Linked DNA regions of Xenopus tropicalis: region 1 is linked to region 2. Evidence: chromatin contacts called from public Hi-C data. All regions are on one chromosome and are shown on one strand. The core of a region is the stretch at or near the end of the contact, and the rest is flanking DNA. Distances in the headings are between cores, read along the strand shown. Region 1 has its middle 33 kb from the start of stox2. Region 2 holds the start of stox2 (storkhead-box protein 2).

What was found. A called contact is a pair of places that touch in the nucleus more often than the background predicts.
Region 1: a contact with region 2 is called in a Hi-C map of neurula embryo, with 1.9 times the contacts expected there. The contact joins the enhancer-like site here to the promoter of stox2 in region 2. A contact is called at or near these places in 3 of 5 Hi-C or Micro-C datasets (brain, gastrula embryo and neurula embryo).

The regions. Positions count from the first base shown.
Region 1 is chr1:45,070,228-45,076,316 of UCB_Xtro_10.0, forward strand. No RefSeq gene overlaps it. Among named protein-coding and RNA genes, the nearest start is that of stox2, 33 kb to the left of the region's middle. Within about 2 kb of position 4,089, at least 1 of the 11 cell types and tissues checked has an H3K27ac peak or open chromatin away from gene starts, as enhancers often do. A contact at or near this core is called in neurula embryo, where this site is marked.
Region 2 is chr1:45,038,084-45,044,290 of UCB_Xtro_10.0, forward strand. stox2 (storkhead-box protein 2) reads right to left here and starts at 1,958. Exons shown (of 4, transcript XM_004911177.4): 1 at 1,776-1,958. The coding sequence starts at 1,893.

The DNA.
Region 1 (6,089 bases), core at 2,839-5,338, 34 kb after region 2:
GCAGCCTTTATCTGAATGTTGCAATTTTACATCTGGGAGGGCTGCAGGCTGCATAAAAGCTATCTGTAATTGGCACTATTGTGAAAGGTAAAGAAATATATTGCTTCCTTAGTGAAACCATAACTATGGGAATGTTAGAATTTACTATCTGTAATCTATTCCATTTGAATGACACCAAAGCCCAGGCATGTTAAAGCACATTTTTATGTCCTGACTTTTAGATGAATATATCATCATGAGAGGCTGCTACTGTACTTTCCCTGCGGTTTACAAAGTTAAAATATATGTATTATTCTAGGACATTTAACCCTTGAATGTTTGCAACTGCTGGTGATTATTTAACCACCAAAAAAAAAGCCAAAATTCATTCTCCCCTTGTGGTTCTTGCCCCTTTGTCCCAGAAGCCATTTGCTTCCCTTTGACAATAATGGGACCTGATAAATGGAGCGTTTGATAGAAACCTTGCATCCATCTTGATAAAGGATATGACTGACTAGCGATAACAGGCGTCATACAACAGATATTTGTTCTTGAGATGGAACATGATGCTTCAATAAAAAAATTGCTAATATGTAAAATAAGGGTATAAACAGTGTCAGACTGAGATGGCAGGAGCCCAGGAGCCCACCAGAAAACCCTGGACCATGGGCCCACTCTCAAAACGAATTTCTCCTCTCCTCCCTCAAACTCTTTATTATCTTTTTCTCTTTTCAATACATACTATACTCTATTCTTTCACCCATCAAGCTTCCTTGCTCCCATACAGATATAGGGAATGACCGTGAAATAAGCTAAATAGAAGCAAGAGGGCTCACTGACCCCTGGTCACACCGGGAGTTTTCCTGGTATCCTGGTTGGCCAGTCCAACACTGGGTATAAAGCACATGGTTTTATTTAGACGTGGTATTTTAACTGTCAAAGATAAGCAGAAATGTGGAGTAGATACTGTAAGTATTGGAGGGCTAACCCTATCAACCACCAAGTTAGCTTAGCACCTAGAATTAAGCATAGTGAAAACCTGGCCTAGCATTCTCTGTATAAAACTCAACCCTATAGGTGCTAACTTGTAAATCTTTCATACAGAAACCATTTCCAAATATTGCAAAAGAACCCCATAAATTTAACCACAGCAGTTAGGCAATTGATTGACAGGAAGACTTGTGCCTGGCAGCTATAACATGCTTCTAGTTCCTCCTGATTTGACAAGAAGTCAGATATCTGATCCTGACGTACTCTGTGCCTTTAGGAATCAGTTTCAAAAATGGAAACCAAACCCTTTTAAGAACATGTGTATATATTAAACTGCATATACGCACTAAATGCATGATAGGGTACTTAGCCCATATATTTGCAGCCACATAATTTGGAACACAATTAGTAGACATAGTAGACACATTTTTTGCCAGGTATGGATTCGCAGCGGGTTTCCGCATTTCACCATTGGTGAATTGTTTAGCGAAATTTCCGTGAAAATTCACCGTGTGTCAAAAAAAAGTTGCACCAAAAAAATAGACACAGGCGACAAAACAGTCAGTTTTATTGTCGTTTCACAAATTTTATGGCAAAGCCAAACAGGACAGATTCGCTCATCTCTAGTATACAATAATCAAGTTGTTGTTAGTCACATTGGCCTCATATTGTGATCAGAATTGTGTTGGGTTGAAAACCCCAACGTTCTTCCACTTTGGTTTATTCTTCCGCTTCTTCTTCTTCGCGCCCCCCCCATTTTCTAAACGCTACTCCTCCTACAGTTTTAGGGGCACAACACCCAAACTTGCCACACTTCTTCACCCTATAGCGGTGCAGGTTGCTTGTGCTTTTCTAAGCGATCCCGCCCCCCGTCTTTTTGTGGCGCCGCTCTGAACCCCCCAATTTTCCCATTGACTTTGACAGGGAAGATTTTCAAACTGCTGCCACTCTTACAGCTTTGAAGCTACACCCCCCAAACTTAAATAACATAATCATGGGGTCACCCCGAATGAAACAGTGACATTTGTTGGATGACCCCCAAAGTGGGAGGGGCCAACAACAGCCAATCAAATTGAACCCATTGACTTTAATGGGGAAATTAAAACTGCTGCCAATCTTACAGCTTTGAGGCTGCACTCCCCAAACTTGAATCACATAGTCATGGGCTCAGCCTGAATGAAAATATGATGATTGCTGGATGCCCAAAAGTGGGCGGAGCTGTGAGCAGCCAATCAGATTTTACCTATTAACTTGGCAGAAATCCAACCTGCTGCCATTCTCACAGTAATAACACCGGGATCCCCAAACTTTGCAGAGTTAGGTACCCGGTAACTGTGGTTCAAGGTAAGAAAAAGAGGGTGGAGCCACCAACAGCCAATCAGAGTTTAACTATTGACTTTCAATGGAGAAATTCAATCTGCTGCCATTCTCACAGAATTAACCCCAGGGTCCCCAAACTTTTCACAGTTGGTCACTAGAGGACTACAGTTTTAGTTTTGAAAAAGTGGGCGGAGCCACCAACAGCCAATAACATTTCACCTATTGACTTTCAATGGTGAAGTGTAAAATGCTGTCAGCCTCACAATGAATGCCTGATTCCCCAAAATTTGCAAAGTTGGTCACTGGGGGACTGCAGTTCAAAAATAGGAAAAGTAGGTTGGGCCACTAACAGCCAATCAGATTTCATCCATTGAATTTTATTGGTTTAAATTTAAAATGCTGTCATTCTCAAACTATTTATGCCAGGGTGCCCACTGTTTGTCACTGGGTGACTTCGACTCAATGTTAGAAAAAGTGGGCGGAGCCACCAACCACCAATCACAATTCACCTATTGACTTTTATTGGTTTAAATTTTAATTGTCGCAGTTCTTTAATAATTAATCATAGGGCCCCTAAACTTTACAGAGTTAGTCACTGGGTAACTGCAGTTCCAGGTTAGAAAAAGGGGGTGGAGCCACCAACCGCCAATCAGAAGTCGTTGACTTTCAGTGGGGAAATTTAAGTTCCTGCCATTCAGACACTATTAAAACCAGGGTCCCCAAACTTTGCACAGTGGTTTTTACTATATTACTATGGTCCAAGGTTAGAGAAAGTGGACAGAACCCATTCAGTGACTTCATGTTTTTCAACCCAACATGAAGTTTGTTCTCAAACTTCCCTTTCTAGTTAGAACTGTAATTGAACTGATCCCCATGATGATCTGGTTCTCTGGTCATTTGACAACTGTCTGGGTCATTAAAATGATGTATGCTATTTTAATAAGAATTTTGTTTATATAAGCATCTGTGCAATTTGGGTACACCACATGCCATGACAGAACAACCCTGCTCCCATAGACTTAAAACAATCTAAAATAATTACTTATTTTCATTTTAACATCATCTCATTCTAAGACCCTAACTGCTATTTCAGTTCATGATTTAGTTCAGCTAATTGGGACTCTCTAAATGCCTGGACAGTTACATACTCTGCTCCATCCCACAAGCTGGTTCTAGTGGCAGGACTAAAGTTATTTACTAAGAAACCTTTGAATGCTCAGTATGGCTACAACCCCTACAACAAAACTTATTTCCACGAATGTCAGTCATTTATCAAAAGGTCCGGAAAAAAGGCAGAAACTGCAACTATTTGTCCTGTTGCACAAAAACCACAACTTTTTTGTATTGTCGTTTAAAGGCCAGAGTAAAAAAAAACCTTTAAACCACAAAGCAAAGAAAGGTCTTCCGGTTGTAAAAGGGATATTTGCCATTGTCTTGGTTTTATTGTTTCATTAAGCTGGAAAGTAAGAGAAATATTATATATTTGTGTTCAACCCTTCTAGTGTGCAGGATGCCATGGCACTGATGCCCAAGTTCAGCATTCCGGTTATTAGATCCCATACTTGTAATATAAATAAACTTTCACTATACAATATGCTAAACACTTGGAAATGTCTCTGTAATGGAACACTTTCACATGGGTGCAGCAATTTGTACACTGGTTTTCCTTCAGTTACTGATACTTTGAAATGAAAATGTGAAATTGCCCGGGGCCTTGGAGAATTGAGACATGTGGCCCTCCATGAAGTGTAAAGGCTTGTTTTTCATGTCCTGTTTGCCTTAAAAGCCAAGCCTTATCTAACTTTCCCTAGGTAAAACCTTCCATGGGAAGAGCCTTGTGAATTCTTTAGATGCTGGATAACCTTACCTGACCTGATCCCTCCATGCTGTAAATCATTGCACAGCTCGGCAGCAGTGAAATATTTATGGTACAATGCGGAAATCTTACCTCTGCTGCTACTTGCTGGAGTCATTACAGAAGACACATTTATTTACTTGCTTTCAATTCTTTTGTTTTTAAACGTGGTTTACTCCTACTCCTTACACTTTAGTTGAAGTTTACCCCTACCCCTTACACTTTAGTTGAATTTTATTTAAAGAACTCATAATAATAAGATATAAAGATAATTGTTTTTCCTAAATGTTGTGTTGCACACATTGGAACTTTCATATATATGTAATGCGAGTGAACTAACATATTCAAATAAAACATTTCATAATCAAATTATGAGGAAAATTTGGGAATTTATATCCAGCTTAACCAACAAATACATTTAACAGGACTGACTTATGAACATAGGTGCAGTTACCAATAGCAACCAGTCAGCAAATAGTTTTGATCAATGAAACTACTACAAGTTAGAAAAACATTGTTTGGTTGCTATTCATGACTGCACTTTTGCAATGTAGCACCTGTTCATAAATGAGCCCTATTATCTCAAAGATAAGTGTCCTTGCCTTTCATAGCAAAATAAATCTGCGAAAGCTCTGTTATGTTTTTTTAATTATAAGGATGTGCTTAATGCTTTGGAGTTGTTGGTCCTTGGCAAGAGGCCCCATCAGAGAAGGGGTCCCAGATGTTGGTAAAGGGTGAAGCTTTAAGCATAATGGATCAGGGCTGAATGGGAGCAAAGCAGGATGGGCATAAAGTGCCCCAATACAGTCTCTTAAGGGCTCTGGCACGCGGGGAGATTAGTCGCCCGCGACAAATCTTTCTGTTCACGGGCAACTAATCTCCCCGAAATGCCATCCCACCGGCGAAAATGTAAATTGGCGCAATTTTACATTTTCGCCGGTGGGATGGCATTTCGGGGAGATTAGCCGCCCGCGAACAGGGAGATTTGTTGCGGGCAACTAATCTCCCCGTGTGCCAGAGCCCTAAAAGTCTAGGAATCTTCCAGCTTGCCTGTTTCAGTATCTATCTACATGCACCTTTAAAGAATAAGCTATTTATACTGAGTTACTTTCCAGTTCAGTTTGCCCACCACACATGAGCTGATATAAGTTGCTGACTGCAGACTGAGTTATTGACCTATGCCTGAGGGCCTCCAGACAGCTTGGCCAATTAATTCAGGCTAAAAATCATCAGGGTATCTACTGAGCAGGTTTGAAAATCCCATAAAAAGTACTGCATTTGTGCATTTATGCAGTTTCGCATAAAGGGCCCCCCCCCCCCCCCTTGTATGATCCTTTCATTTGCCCCCAGTACAAAGATAAATAAGCAAAGCTCAAGGTTTATGTGCAACTTTATTCCTTATGGTTTCTGAATATCTGAGCATTCTGCATGGGTACCTGCTTGAAGATGTGTATATAGTATAGTAGGGTTCATTTATGATGGCTAGTACAATTTCAGACACAATTTGTCATGTTTGTTACCTTAAGACAACACAAGTAACCGTGCTTCTGAAATGACAGCATGCAGTTTAAAACATGGTGGTATTGGACTAAATACAAATGCAATCAGTAAACCCTGTATCTATAGAATGTTTTTTATGAGTAGGCTTAGCAGGGCAGGTAAGATTTACTTTAAAAAAAGACAAAAAAAATCCTTTTATGTCTGGTTCCTTCCAAGGCACCAATATTTACCACACAATCTATTTATTATCTTTCCTAATTAAGCTCTGTTTTAAATGAATTGGAGATGAGTGCCCTCTCTAATTAGAAGCTCAGGATAGTTTGTACAAACACGTTAAATCATTTAGCCAAATGACTAATGTGAATTTTTAGGAACATTTAAACTCTACTTAATAGGCAGGTTCAGCTTGTAAAATGTCTTCCTCACCAGAGCAAATAGCTTGCTG
Region 2 (6,207 bases), core at 708-3,207:
AGTTTAATAAATTCTCATTTAGCGCCATTGCATCAACCTAAATGTGATTTTTCAGTGCTAGCACAAGTTAAATATCCCATAATAAACTGTAAGCTCTTGGTTACAGGGTAGCAGAAGTAGCTATAATTTACTTTCTGCTAGGGGTCCTTTACATTTGTCCTTGCCGCAACTGCAGGAGCCCTAAGGGGCCCAAAATAATGGCCATTAGATAGAAAGAAACAAGGCTTTGCAGGGCAATTCGGATCCCCCCTTTGTATAATGGCAGCGCTGTATCCATGGGGCAGATGCAGGTCCTACAGCCATTCACTAAAGAGTGGAGTAGGACAATGGAGGAGAAAGAAAGTCAACAATCACTGGGGTGCCAAAAGTAAGGAACCCCCACTTCTTCCAGCAAGCACCTCAGAGCGTTCATATTCCTGCTTCTTCTTACTTCGTGCCGGTTATGCATGCGCAGTAAAATAAATAGCCAAACTTTGCCAAAAATGGAGACTTTTCCACTTTACTGCGCATGTGTCACCCCAGGATTATGAAGAAAGAAGAAGCAGAAAAAATGATTGCTAGGTGGTGCTTGATACAAAGTACCCCAGGTCAGTGCAGTTTTCTGCTGACAGGAGCACTGGCCCCAGCTATCAGGTTAATGAATACAATAACTTGGGGGTGACGATACACTCTAACCCAGCTGGCCATTGTCTATGTCATTTTATCTGGCCACACATTATGGGGTATCTGACAAATTGGCCACCAAAAAATGGTCAGACCAACTTTTGCAAGGCTGCATCTGACTGTCCCCTGAGGGAATGGAACATAACTGCAATGCAGGTAAGCCATTAGAAGCATATAAAAATAATGCATTCAAGGATCTTGAAAACCCAGGAAAATGTGGAAGAAAGCATTTTCTGCATTAAAAGGTATTTTCGGGCAATCTCACGCAGTGACTAAGGGCTATGTGTGCCATCTCCCTAGGGTGTGACTGGCATCTTTTTGGATTATCTTCAGGACCAATACAGAACATTTCTACTGTATAGAGCACAATATAACAAATAGGTTCTGTTTATTCAAGAATGGGTGCTGCACCCTGTCTGGTCACAACTTCCAATATTCTTCTGCCCTAACCAGTTATGAAGCTTGGTTGTGTTGGTGAATATAACTAGCAATGATAAAAGTAACTTACCATTCCTGTAAGAGCAAATTTATTATAAGTAGGCCAAGGGACATGGGCCCATGATATCTTGGCATTTCTCAGGGCTCAGTTCTTGCAGCCGCTGTCTCTCTCTCTCCTGCAGACTTCACTGGCATCACCTTACACAGGTTACCATCCAGCTCAGACTCCAGGCCGGGCACAGGCTTTCAAAGTCCAGGCAAGAAAAATATTATATGAGCCTGGGTGGTATAGCATTAAACCCTTTAATGTTATGCTTCACTGGCTCTTTCTCCTGATGTCTTTGCTTAGATTTCTTTTTGAATGTTCCTAATTAGTTAGTTCCCATGTGTCCTTGATAATTGGTTTGTTCCTATCTACTGTACAGCTCTGTGCAATATGTTAGTACTTTTAGCTCATACATACTGGTAAATAAACCTAATTAATATAGACACCGTAAGCTCTGGACCCATAGAGCTAACAAAGTTTGTTGCCTGAGGAGCAGAGTTTTTCCATCTGAACTGCTTGGTACATTATCCCAAATTCCCACAATCTATTCAGCGTTTATCTGTGCTGTAATCCCTACCTATAAGAGCTCTCCTAGACCCATAAAACATAATACACAGGAGTAACCTACCTGATGGTGGCCAAGTCCTGCATGCTTTGGTATCTCCTGGCAAAGGGTTATCTACAGTCCTTTCATTTTTCATAAATTCACCAAGCGCAGCTTTGCACTCACTTGTGCCCTCCTTCATTCCTGTGTGAATCCAAGCGAGTGCTGCACAAAAATCCCATTGTCGGGAGGCATGTGAAACCCGCGGCTGTCTGGAGGGGTGGGCCTGCCCCTATCAAGTCCGGGTTGCATGTATAAGAATGCCAGAGAGCTGCCCTTTAGCAATAAGCATGTTGATAGCGTTTTGCCTCTCTGCAGGGCACTTAGCACAACAACAAAGGCAAAACAAAGCCAAGAGGCCATGTGAATGCTAACCATTCAGGCTAGGGCTGCACCCACTAGGGCCGGGTAAGGCTGAAACCGCAACAACTCCTACATCATGCTAGACAAAAGGAACCATAAATAACTGCTATTAGCATTTGTACTTTAAGTTCTTAAGTGGGTAAAAGGGATATAATGAGCAAAATAACTTATCATCTGCAGTACATACGGCTAACTTTTGGTCATACAACTTTAATACCAATATTCCTCACCCACAAAAGGACATTGCCATCTCCTACTGCCATGATTCCCAACCTTTGTGTTGCTGGGTGTAGCTGGACTACAACTCCCATCATTCTCTTACAACTGTGGCACACTGTCAGGGTGTTAAACATTACTGCACAGCAACTCAGGGTTCTGGAGGCCAATTTAAACTAGGGAATTGAATATTTGTATCCAATATGGCATGCTCAGACACATTACTGACCCTATTACTTCTGTGTCTGTTAGCAAACAGACTGTAATCTCTAAATGAAATATTATCTATAAAGCTCTGTATAAAGAATAACACATAACATAATCTATAAATGTCCCTTTCAACAGAGCCGCGCATGCCTCACGCTCGCATTCAAGACTTTGCAAGGGCTGCCCCCCTTCTCTGGAATTCGCTCCCACAATTTATCAGACTTTCTCCCAATCTCTCTGCCTTCAAGTGATCTCTAAAAACGCATTTATTTAGAGAAGCTTACCCTAATATAGTTTAGCAACACCCTGTGCCACACTCTCACAACTCTGGTCATGCCCATTTCCACACTTTGTGTCTCAACCCTTTCTCCTTGTAGAGTGTAAGCTCTTTTGGGCAGGGCTCTCTTCGCCTCTTGTATCGGTTATTGATTGCTTTATATGTTACTCTGTATGTCCAGTGTATGAAACCCACTTATTGTACAGCGCTGCGGAATATGTTGGCGCTTTATAAATAAATGTAAATAATAATAATGCTCACACCTGATCCCAAAGGGAATGTTGCCACTTTCTACCAAGTGCCAGACCTAATCTTTTTCCTCTACATTTAATAATAGAATTATCTTTCTACCTCCTATATGTCTACCACCCACATTACTAAAATCTTTTTGTCCCCCATCATTCCCCACCTCATCTGTAACATCTTTCTTGCCTTCAGGGTACTTTGCTGGGTTACAGCTGCCTGCATTACCTCCCGCTGCTGCCTTGCCGCTAGTTACCTATACAATTCTATAACTCTGCACCAGGGTGACAAGCTATCCCCATTTGTCTTCAAATCTCTCAGTGCTCTGTGTGGGTCTCGGGTTTCACCATAGTCTCTCCAGGCAGAAATGAAGTTCAAAAGTGCAGGTATTTGCTCACCCTTTCATTTAGTGAAACTATGTAGCAGCAGTCTGTTCACCTTCAGGTCTATTAATCAGCTAGCTCCACAGTTCCAGGAGTCAGAATCGGTAGTGGATAGAATATAACCAGCCAGAAGACACTGCTTTTCAATAACATATATACTGCATAATTGCTTAGAGTGTTTGGGTGGAAAGCTCATTAAAGCTTTTTAAAATTAATTGCCTTCCTCTTCTGCTTTTTCCAGCCCTCTGGGTCACTGACCCCGGCAGATAAAATGTGGCTACTCTGTGAGGGTACAGTTTTATTTGTATTATTACTTTTTATTACTTATCTTACTGTTTAGTCACTTTACTACTATTCATATTCCAGTCTCTCCAGAAAGCTACTGAAATTCCAAACTGGAGAGCTGCTAAAAATAACTGAAAACAACATGAAAAATTAAAACCAACTGCAAATTGTCTCAGAATATCAATGTCTATGTCATACTAAAAGTTAATTTAAAGGTGAACTACACCATTATTGGCTGGCAATTCAGCATGAATAGACTCCCTGCCATAATCTCTGCTTTGTGTCCACATTAGTTAATTGTGTTTAAGTTGCAGTCCCCTGCTGTTCAGCTGCATTGTGGGTAACAAACATGGTGACTTGCAGGCATCTTTGAAAGTTAAACACTGCACTTTCATTAGTAAAAAAGCACTAGTGAGTACTGTATAACTAGAGTGTATCAATTTATACTAGTGTTACAAGGGTTAAAGACTCTCACCTCTAGTCTATGAAAGCAGAAAAATATAATATATTATTATTTTATTAAACCAGCTTTGTGAGTTCCCATAATGCTTTGTACAAGTATGTGCTTACTGTACTTCCATCAAGGCTGACCTTTGCAAAATCCTCTTATATACAGCAGAACCCCAATTGTATGTCCTTGGATTATGAAGCCATTTCCCATGGCCCAAACAGATAAACTGCGTTGTTCTTTAGTTTTGGATTTGATGTTTTCCTGGAATTCTGGCACAGACCCTGCCACATGTAAAATTGGGGTTCTACTGTTTACCCAACATCCCCCTGAGCAGGCCAACAACTGGGGGAACAAATTAACCCAATCATTGTCTGAATCCATCAGCCACCGTCCCTACTTGTTTACTGTTCCATCCATTCTAGCCAGAGCGTTTGCAGAGCAGGTTTCTCTATGCTTGGCAATGTTGCTATGAGAAATACCAGGCTTGGGTTTCTGACTCACTCATCACTTTATTAGGGGAATTAACAGGACCCATTGTGTCTGGGTCAGTGTGGGCTTGCCAAGTCATTCAATGTAAATTGTCCTCTCACACAACAATCAGCTCATAGCAAAAGCTCCAGGCATAATGGAACAAGGCAGGCACAGGTGGAGTGGTCTATATGGCTGCTAATAAATTTGCTGGGCCTTTTGTCCAAAGGGTGTCAAGGCTTCTGAAAAAAAATGAATCAATGACCAGATGGAAATATATTTTGCATTCACTTATCTTAAATCTGTACAGGAGAAATACGTACTTAAAAGCTACAGAGCAGTAAATTAATGCCGGCTCTTTTCAGGTGACTTGTAGCAGAACAGAGGGAGGCCAACCAAATAAAGAGATTTCAGTACAAATAAAAGAAGGTGATGATAACACAATGGAGCAGTGTTCAGCTGACATACCTGTGCACTGACCCACAGTAAACACAACAGCGCTAATCTGCGGGAAGCTATTTAGGGCCAGGGATCCTTTATTTCTCTGTCTGGTGCCTACTTGTCAGCTTCTACTCTTTATTAATTCTAGGATTCCCAGAGGATAATATTGTGAATAAGAAATTGATTTTTTTGTAACATTTTTATCATAAGTATTATCTTCCTGTACTGATTATTTTGGCATTTTTCTTCATATGGATCAGCTTCATTTTCCTATATAGCTAACCCTCTAATGGCCATTTTGCCTGAGGTTCAGTCATGCTCTCTGCCATTTCTGATCTGGAACCCCAGTTGATTGACAGTCTTGAAAGGAAAGGGCAAGTTACTGCTAAGCAATATTTGAGCCAAATATCATCATGTGATTCCACTGGAGTTACTGATTCAGAGATGTCAGGATTTGCCTCCATGATCCATAACTTGAGCTTCTGTCATTCTGATCGGCTGGGATGGGGGGCTACTGTTATTAATGTATGACAATAACAGTCTAAAACTGTAAATTTCAGCATGAAAAGTGTAAATTTCAGCATTTCAGAAAGCCCAGCAAAATGCTCTATACCCCTCTGTGTCACCTGTTATTAACATGAAGGCTTCATTAAAATCAACCACAAGAAACTGTCTTAATACAAACTAGTAAGTAGTAACCCTCTATGTAGACACCCAGCACTTTAGATCATAGTAGAAAAGGTGTTTTGATTTATCAGAATCACTTCACCCAACATGTTTCATATGCTGCTTTGGTAAAAAATTCAGGGACACATCTAAAAATATGCAGTCAGCAGGGCCCAACTGATTGCCGTTTTAAAGGTAATCAGTGCTGTCCTGCAACATGTGTTAGATAAGATTTATTAGATGTGTCCCTGAATTTTCAAGTGATCTGGTCACCCTCTGCTTTGGTGAGTACAAATATGGGCTCTTTGAAATTGTGTTATTTAAAAGAGTTGGTTCACCTTTTGATTAACTTTTAATATCATGTAGACAATCACAGATTACTTGCAATTTTTTAAATTATTTAGCTTTTTGTTTAGCAGTTCCCTGGTGTGGAATTTCAGCAGCTATCGAGTTGCC